Regions from separate parts of the Gossypium hirsutum genome. Here region 1 is linked to region 2. A link is a contact called in public Hi-C data. All regions are on one chromosome and are shown on one strand. Each heading gives the region's core, a stretch centred on a gene start, on an enhancer-like site or on the middle of the called end of the contact. The rest is flanking DNA. Distances are from core to core; before and after follow the strand shown. Region 1 has its middle 3.8 kb from the start of LOC121229598. Region 2 holds the start of LOC107943246 (60S ribosomal protein L34).

Region 1 (3,239 bases), core at 563-3,062, 78 kb after region 2:
ACATATTTATCATTTTGGGGGGGGGGCAAGGCAACTTCTTGCTCGCTCTTTATGTACGCCCTCCTAATTTCAACCGAAACAGTTATAGATAATAATTATTTGGACTAACTAATATCATTATAAAAATAAAGAACTAAATTATATTAATTAAAATATAACTTCCAAAAGTAATCATGGTTGAAGGACCAGAATTGAAAATTTACTGTTGTCTTTCTAGAAGAAGTAAACGTGTCATGAAGTTAAGGTTATGGACAATACTTTCATACAATTTAGATATATTGCATTTTTGTTCAATAGATTTATAGATTTTGCGGAACAAGAAATCATGGGTTATCAAGGCTAAAGATTTTGTAAAGATTGGGTTTGCTAATGAAAGAGTATAATGTCCCATCAAATCAATCACCCCTATATTTAATGTTGCTCACATATACGTGTTTAGTCTTCCCAATTTCCCACCCATTAGCTAAATTGATTATCTCTTTATTTATTTATTTATTTATTTATTTTTGGTTTTTTAATATATTTATTAAAATGAATTCAATAATTAATTATTCGCGTATTAAACGGTAATACTCATCAATTACTCTATAAAAATCCAACCCTCAAATCAATTAAAATAATTAAGGGATTTTCTTTAATTCTTATTGTGTGATTCTCCTTTTCTTAAAAAACATAGTAAATAAGTTTACTATTCACCATTATTAACAACTTAAATTTCTTTTTAATAAATTATTAATATCTTTGCAACTGAAAGTCCTTTCCATTATTTCTATTTAATAACTAAATTTTGCAACTCATATTCCCTACACCTATAAGTAGTAGTTCTTACTATGTATTTTGGGACTTTTGGAATTGGTCGAATAAAAAACTTGTTATATTTTGTATTGGTAAATTTTGATAACAAAATCCTTGAACTTTAATTTTTGCTAATGTTTTGGATGAATGTAAATCTATCTATGATATCAAAACTGTTTATAGCAACATTTACTAGAGGCTGGTTTGGATTAGATCAAGGAAATTAGCTTCTTAATTTTGTTGAGATTGGATTGAATCGAGTAAATTTGAAAGCATATATTGAAGATTTAAGACTTACCTTGAGTTAATTGAAGATATTCGATATACTAATTATATTCGTGATTTTATGAGAAAATTGCTAATAATAGATATACTATGTTAGCAAGTTTGATTCCTTATAAATTGAGTAGATTTGTACAAGTAAGAGATTGATTAGAGATCAGTTATTCATTTAGATTATAGGTGCAAAAATGAGGAGCCTATTCTCATGAGTGTTAAAAATTGTAATCATTTGTTGTACGGGTTACTAATATAGTGGATTATATTTCTAGGCAAGCCTTTGCAAGCGTAGGGAAATCAAACTATATAAATATATTGAGTGTTCATGTTTTTTTTTTCTTTTTTTCGGTTCATCATCAGTGTTTGAAGCTGCTATCACTACCCCGTAAACACTGCTTCTGATACAACTTGTATTTGCCTACTAGTATCATTTCAGAATTTTCAATTGGTACCCAAATTTGCCTCTTGACACATCTACTAATTTCCTAGTGTTGATATTTGAAGTCGGGCAAAAAAGTTTTTAAAATATGGACTCCAAAATCAAATTGTAGTCTCAAACATTAACCAAAATTTAGAAGAAAAAAAATGCATTTACAATCAAGCCCCCAACATTGGGTCCTAGTGGGCTTCAAAAATAGGTATAAGAACAATTTACAAAAGGCCTTAAACTGGAGCTAAAATGAGCCAAAACATAGGCTCTAAAATTGGACCAATATTAGGTTGAGCACACAATTCAAAGTAGACACCAAATTGGAATCCCCTTTGAATTTAATGGACTAGAAATAATTGAGCTGAAGGGGGTGTAAAGACAATTGGATTTTCAAAAACAAATTTCCAAATTTAAAAGGGCTCGAAAGGACACCTTTTCATGCATGGGTTAAGGACCAAATCCAAAAAGTTAGGCTCACTTGGGACCCAGAATTAGGTCTTCCAATTATTTCACCCAAATAAAAAATGTGTTGGCCTAATTCAACTTCCCTTCTTATTTTACCCTTACAATTTGATTTAGTAATTCTGGTCCCCAACATTTACAACCAAACCTTTACATTTTAATTTTAAAACTAAATTAAGATTAATCCAGAAAACCCCACGAGACCCTATTTCATGAATTCAAATTTCAATCAATCTTAAATAGAATAGTCCAGTACATACAACTTACTTTTTCTTTTCTTTTTTTGCGCATTTTCTATACTTAATTACCTTCTACTCCTTTTTATTTAAAAAAAACAAGACTTTTATCAGATAATTTCTTGATTCGATCTATAAAAGTTTCTATAGATATAATTTTTTGTGTTAATGAAAATATGTATGAGCATGCAAATGATATTTGTAAACTCAACTGACAATCTATGAGATGATTTTCCTGAATTAATAATATATCAAAGCTTGCTATTTTGTGGTCCAAATTGGAAAAGGGTTCTTAATTATTCGCAGTGTTTGAGATGCTTTTTTGCATAGAAAGACAAGCAATGCAATAGGATAAAAATATAGTTTCAAAGAGGGTAAGAGTCTTTTTTTTGTCAATTTGCATCAAGCAACACAAATTTTCTATTCCTATATTAACTTTTCCACTTTAATCTCTATTATTGGGTTATCTTCATCAAAATCTCTTGTCTTTGGTGAATCCCTAATGTCTTTTTAGGATATCATAATTTAAAAGAATATATAATTCACTTTATTCATTTCATATTGTATTTTAGTATTTTTTTCATTTTAAAATATTCTTGTTTTAGTTTTAAAATTTATGGCCATCATCTACCCTTAATAGACCTACAGAATACGGATAATTAATTACTAAGTTTATTCTAGTAGATAGTTTAAGAATTAAAAAAATGTAGACTAAAATTGACCCACCATACAGGGTACCAAAATCTGATTAACAATACTTTATTTAAAATTGCAAATGAGATTATGAAATAAAATTGGAAGCCTAAGATGCTTTGTTGAAGACCTAAAAAGCCAAAATGAAACTATAGGCTTTATTAATTACTGTGGACATCTTTAGTTGGGTTGGGTTGGTGAGTGGCAGAGAGGGTCTCATCTTTTCAACATTTTAAAACATAATCATATACTTAAGTCTTTATCAATCCTCAAATCCATCCTTAATAAGTAAGTGCCTTTCTCCCCTTTTTATATTTTCTACTTTAATTGTGTTTTGTTAATTT
Region 2 (3,278 bases), core at 764-3,263:
TTAATTTTCCTTTTTAACCAATAACTAATCATCTAGTTCGCTTGATGTTGGTAAAATAAAAAATAAAAATTTTCTTCTTATTCATCTCCTTTGCGTCTCAATTTGTTTAAAGAACGAAATTCGTAAATAGGAAATGTAGGACTAATGCAATTTAACCTTAATTAAATTAAGTCTAAAATGATGATATAACATGTCATGTGTAAATGACAATTAATGACTCAATCATCAAAATACAACAAATTAATAACATTAACGATCATACCATAATTTTTTTTAAATTCGATGATCAAAACGTAATCCAAAATGACTAAATTTGTCGTTAATCAAAACATTGTAAACATTGAAGTCCATTTGCCAATAGAAAAAGAGAACCTCTAATCTTCTGAAGTCATTGGTGGCACTTTCCAAAGCCTTGCTGATCACATATCAGAATTGAAATGATGATTCGACATCTAATTTCTTAGCTCTTTGAAGCTTGCTTTTCCTTGGACTTCTGGATCTTCAGAACCTTCTTTACAATTTTCTGCTCTTCCACCAAGAAGGCTCGAATTATCCTTCGAAAACAATCGGATTTGAATCAATGAGAACCGTCAAACACCAGAACTAGCATCCATGATCATATAACAGCAAATAAATAATGCACTACTTTCTATTTATACCTCTCTCTAACAGCACTGCAGGACAAAACACCACCATAAGCACGATTCACAGTCCGGCGGTTCCTTGGCAATCTAGACCTTTTGTATTCAGCAGGTCTCAAGTGAGGAATCTGCAATGAACCCATGTAAGTAACCCATAAGACCACCCTCAAAAACCTCACAACCTAAATCTTTAGTACGACCCTAGTTGATTGAATCTAAAGAAACAACCCCACGATGCTATTTTGGTCAACAAGGTTTTACATTTCAACTTAATATACAGATGAAGTACCGTAATAAACGGATACAAAGTGAAATGCTCTAGTGGGTTCCCTCATATACAGAAAACATCCTTATGATGAAGTATCTTATATAAGTATGATAAAATGGGTTCCATCCCATCATATATGATTATGCAATCTGGGGATTTCAATATCAATCAAGATATGATGTTAAAGCAAACATTTACAGCGATATACTGCTATAGCTTTCATTACATCCACAAGCACGAAAAGCACACTCGACCAACAACACATTAAATTTCCAACAATCCAAAGTTCTTGCCAGTTCCGAAATGATTTGATTAATACATTTCCTTATTTTAGGATTTGAAACGTTTAAACTCTGTACATTACATTTGACAAACTATACATACCATCAGCATCACTAACTCCATTAGATCTTAAGCAATTATATAAAACCATCCCAATATTTTTTATTTTTTATTTTTTATTTATGCTTAATTCGGAACCTAAAATCCATTAGGCAAACAACAGCAGCAACATGAATATAAACAAAGAGAAAGTACTATTTTTGTGTAAGAGAAAGTACTATTTTTGTGTAAGCAAAAGTATACCTAAATATCATACTCATGGATCAAAATAACAATAAACTCAAAATTTCAACCCAAAAAAAATCTGAATTTAAATTCAAAAGGAAAAGGAAGTACTTACACCCTGAATTCTCTTGCCAGTGACAGGACACTTAGGCCCACTTGCTCTTTTCTTAGTTGTCTGATAGACCAATTTCCCACCTTTAAAAGGAAAAAACAACATAAATTTCAATTAAAAATTAGACCATAAAAATGCGGCACCAATCTCTAAACTTGCAGACTTACCAGGGGTCTTAACGACACGGTGTTGATTGGATTTGGTAGCGTAGCTATGGCGAGTACGGTAAGTGAGCCTTTGAACCATTTTTGATGGTTTTCAAACTTTGGGTTTTACCTTCTCTGCTCTGTTTTATGGTAAGACTTAAGAGAGACAAAGTGGAGACCAAAGGGTTTTGTACCAGAGAAGACAATGTATAAGTAGGGATCCTTTAGGAAGGAAGCCCTAGATCGTACGATTATGTTTTAAGGTTTTTCTATCAACGGTTAAGATTATGCAGAATTGTTAGTAAATTGTATAGTTGGTCACTTAATTTTAAAAACTTTTCATTTTGGACACAAAAAAATATTTGCAACAAGACATAACCGTTTTCATTTTGGTCATCCTCCATGAATTTGGGATAAAGCAATATTATTGTAGATTCATTTTAGTAGTCAAGTAACTTTAATAAATTCTATTTTTGCCACTCATTTTATTTTTTTTTATTTTCTTTAATTTGTTAGAAACTTAGATAATTTCATGTATTGAGAAAAACTAAGATTCCGGTTATTTTAGTAAATATAAGTCAAAGAAAACGTGTTTTGATTAAAAATGTTAAAATGATTTTTGAAAAATAAAAATATGTGAAAATTAGAAAACAATAAAAATGTTATGAAATAAATAACAAAGAAAGTAAGAGAACAATAAATAAGGGAGCAAAAAGAGAGTATAAATTTTATTGATGAATAGAGATGATTTACGATACTTCTCCAAAATCTTTATTTGTAAACATAAGAAGTATACATGATATAAAACTCTATTGATAATGGCTATTAAAGTCCAAAAATATTTCAAATTTTATTTTGATCTTGATGAACATCCACTTAATAATAAAATATTCATAACACTTCTCCTTAAATGTTCATTAGTAGATATAATGTGCCTCTTTAAAACCTTACTAAAATAAAAAATATGGAAAAAGAATTCTCAATGAAAGAAAATGAATACACATATCTATAAATAAAATAAATAACCAAAATATTAAAGTGGTAATTAAAATGGATATATAATAACATTGTCTAACTCCAAATTGATAATAGTAAATAAAATGAAAATAATTATTAGCAACAGTGTTGTTTTGCAAGTTTTTTCAATGCCTAAAATGAAAACTTATAAAAGTTGGGAATAGTAGATATATTATTATTTGTTATCCAATTTTTATTTTATTCAACTTATAATTTTTTTTAGTCAAAACCAATATATCAACAGCTGACAGTAGTGACTACAGTTGTTACTATTAAATTTAATCACTTTGTGGTAATTTAAACATAATAAAAATACTAATATAATGTATTCAACGAATATAAAATTTGTTAAATACATATCACAAAAATTATAAAATAATTAATTAATATAATATTTTGGAATATGTCTAAATAATTAGAAAACAAACTTGATTGCACGTAATAAAATTTCACCGGTAATTAATACAATATATTCAACACATATGAAACTATCATGTGTAATATTTATATCATATTACCATTTAATA

Evidence for each region. Hi-C and Micro-C count contacts between places; a contact is called where the count stands out from the background.
Region 1: a Hi-C map of leaf shows a contact between it and region 2, with 2.1 times the contacts expected there. The contact joins the enhancer-like site here to the promoter of LOC107943246 in region 2. A contact is called at or near these places in 14 of 34 Hi-C or Micro-C datasets (anther, callus, hypocotyl and 3 more).

The regions. Positions count from the first base shown.
Region 1 is chrA05:101,620,264-101,623,502 of Gossypium_hirsutum_v2.1, forward strand. No RefSeq gene overlaps it. Among protein-coding and RNA genes, the nearest start is that of LOC121229598, 3.8 kb to the right of the region's middle. Within about 2 kb of position 1,813, at least 4 of the 9 cell types and tissues checked have an H3K27ac peak or open chromatin away from gene starts, as enhancers often do. A contact at or near this core is called in leaf, where this site is marked.
Region 2 is chrA05:101,541,974-101,545,251 of Gossypium_hirsutum_v2.1, forward strand. It overlaps LOC107943246 (60S ribosomal protein L34), which reads right to left and starts at 2,014. Exons shown (of 5, transcript XR_005927379.1): 1 at 1,756-2,014; 2 at 1,592-1,671; 3 at 660-769; 4 at 373-554. LOC121229594 (a long non-coding RNA gene) reads right to left here. Exons shown (of 2, transcript XR_005927380.1): 2 at 3,277-3,278.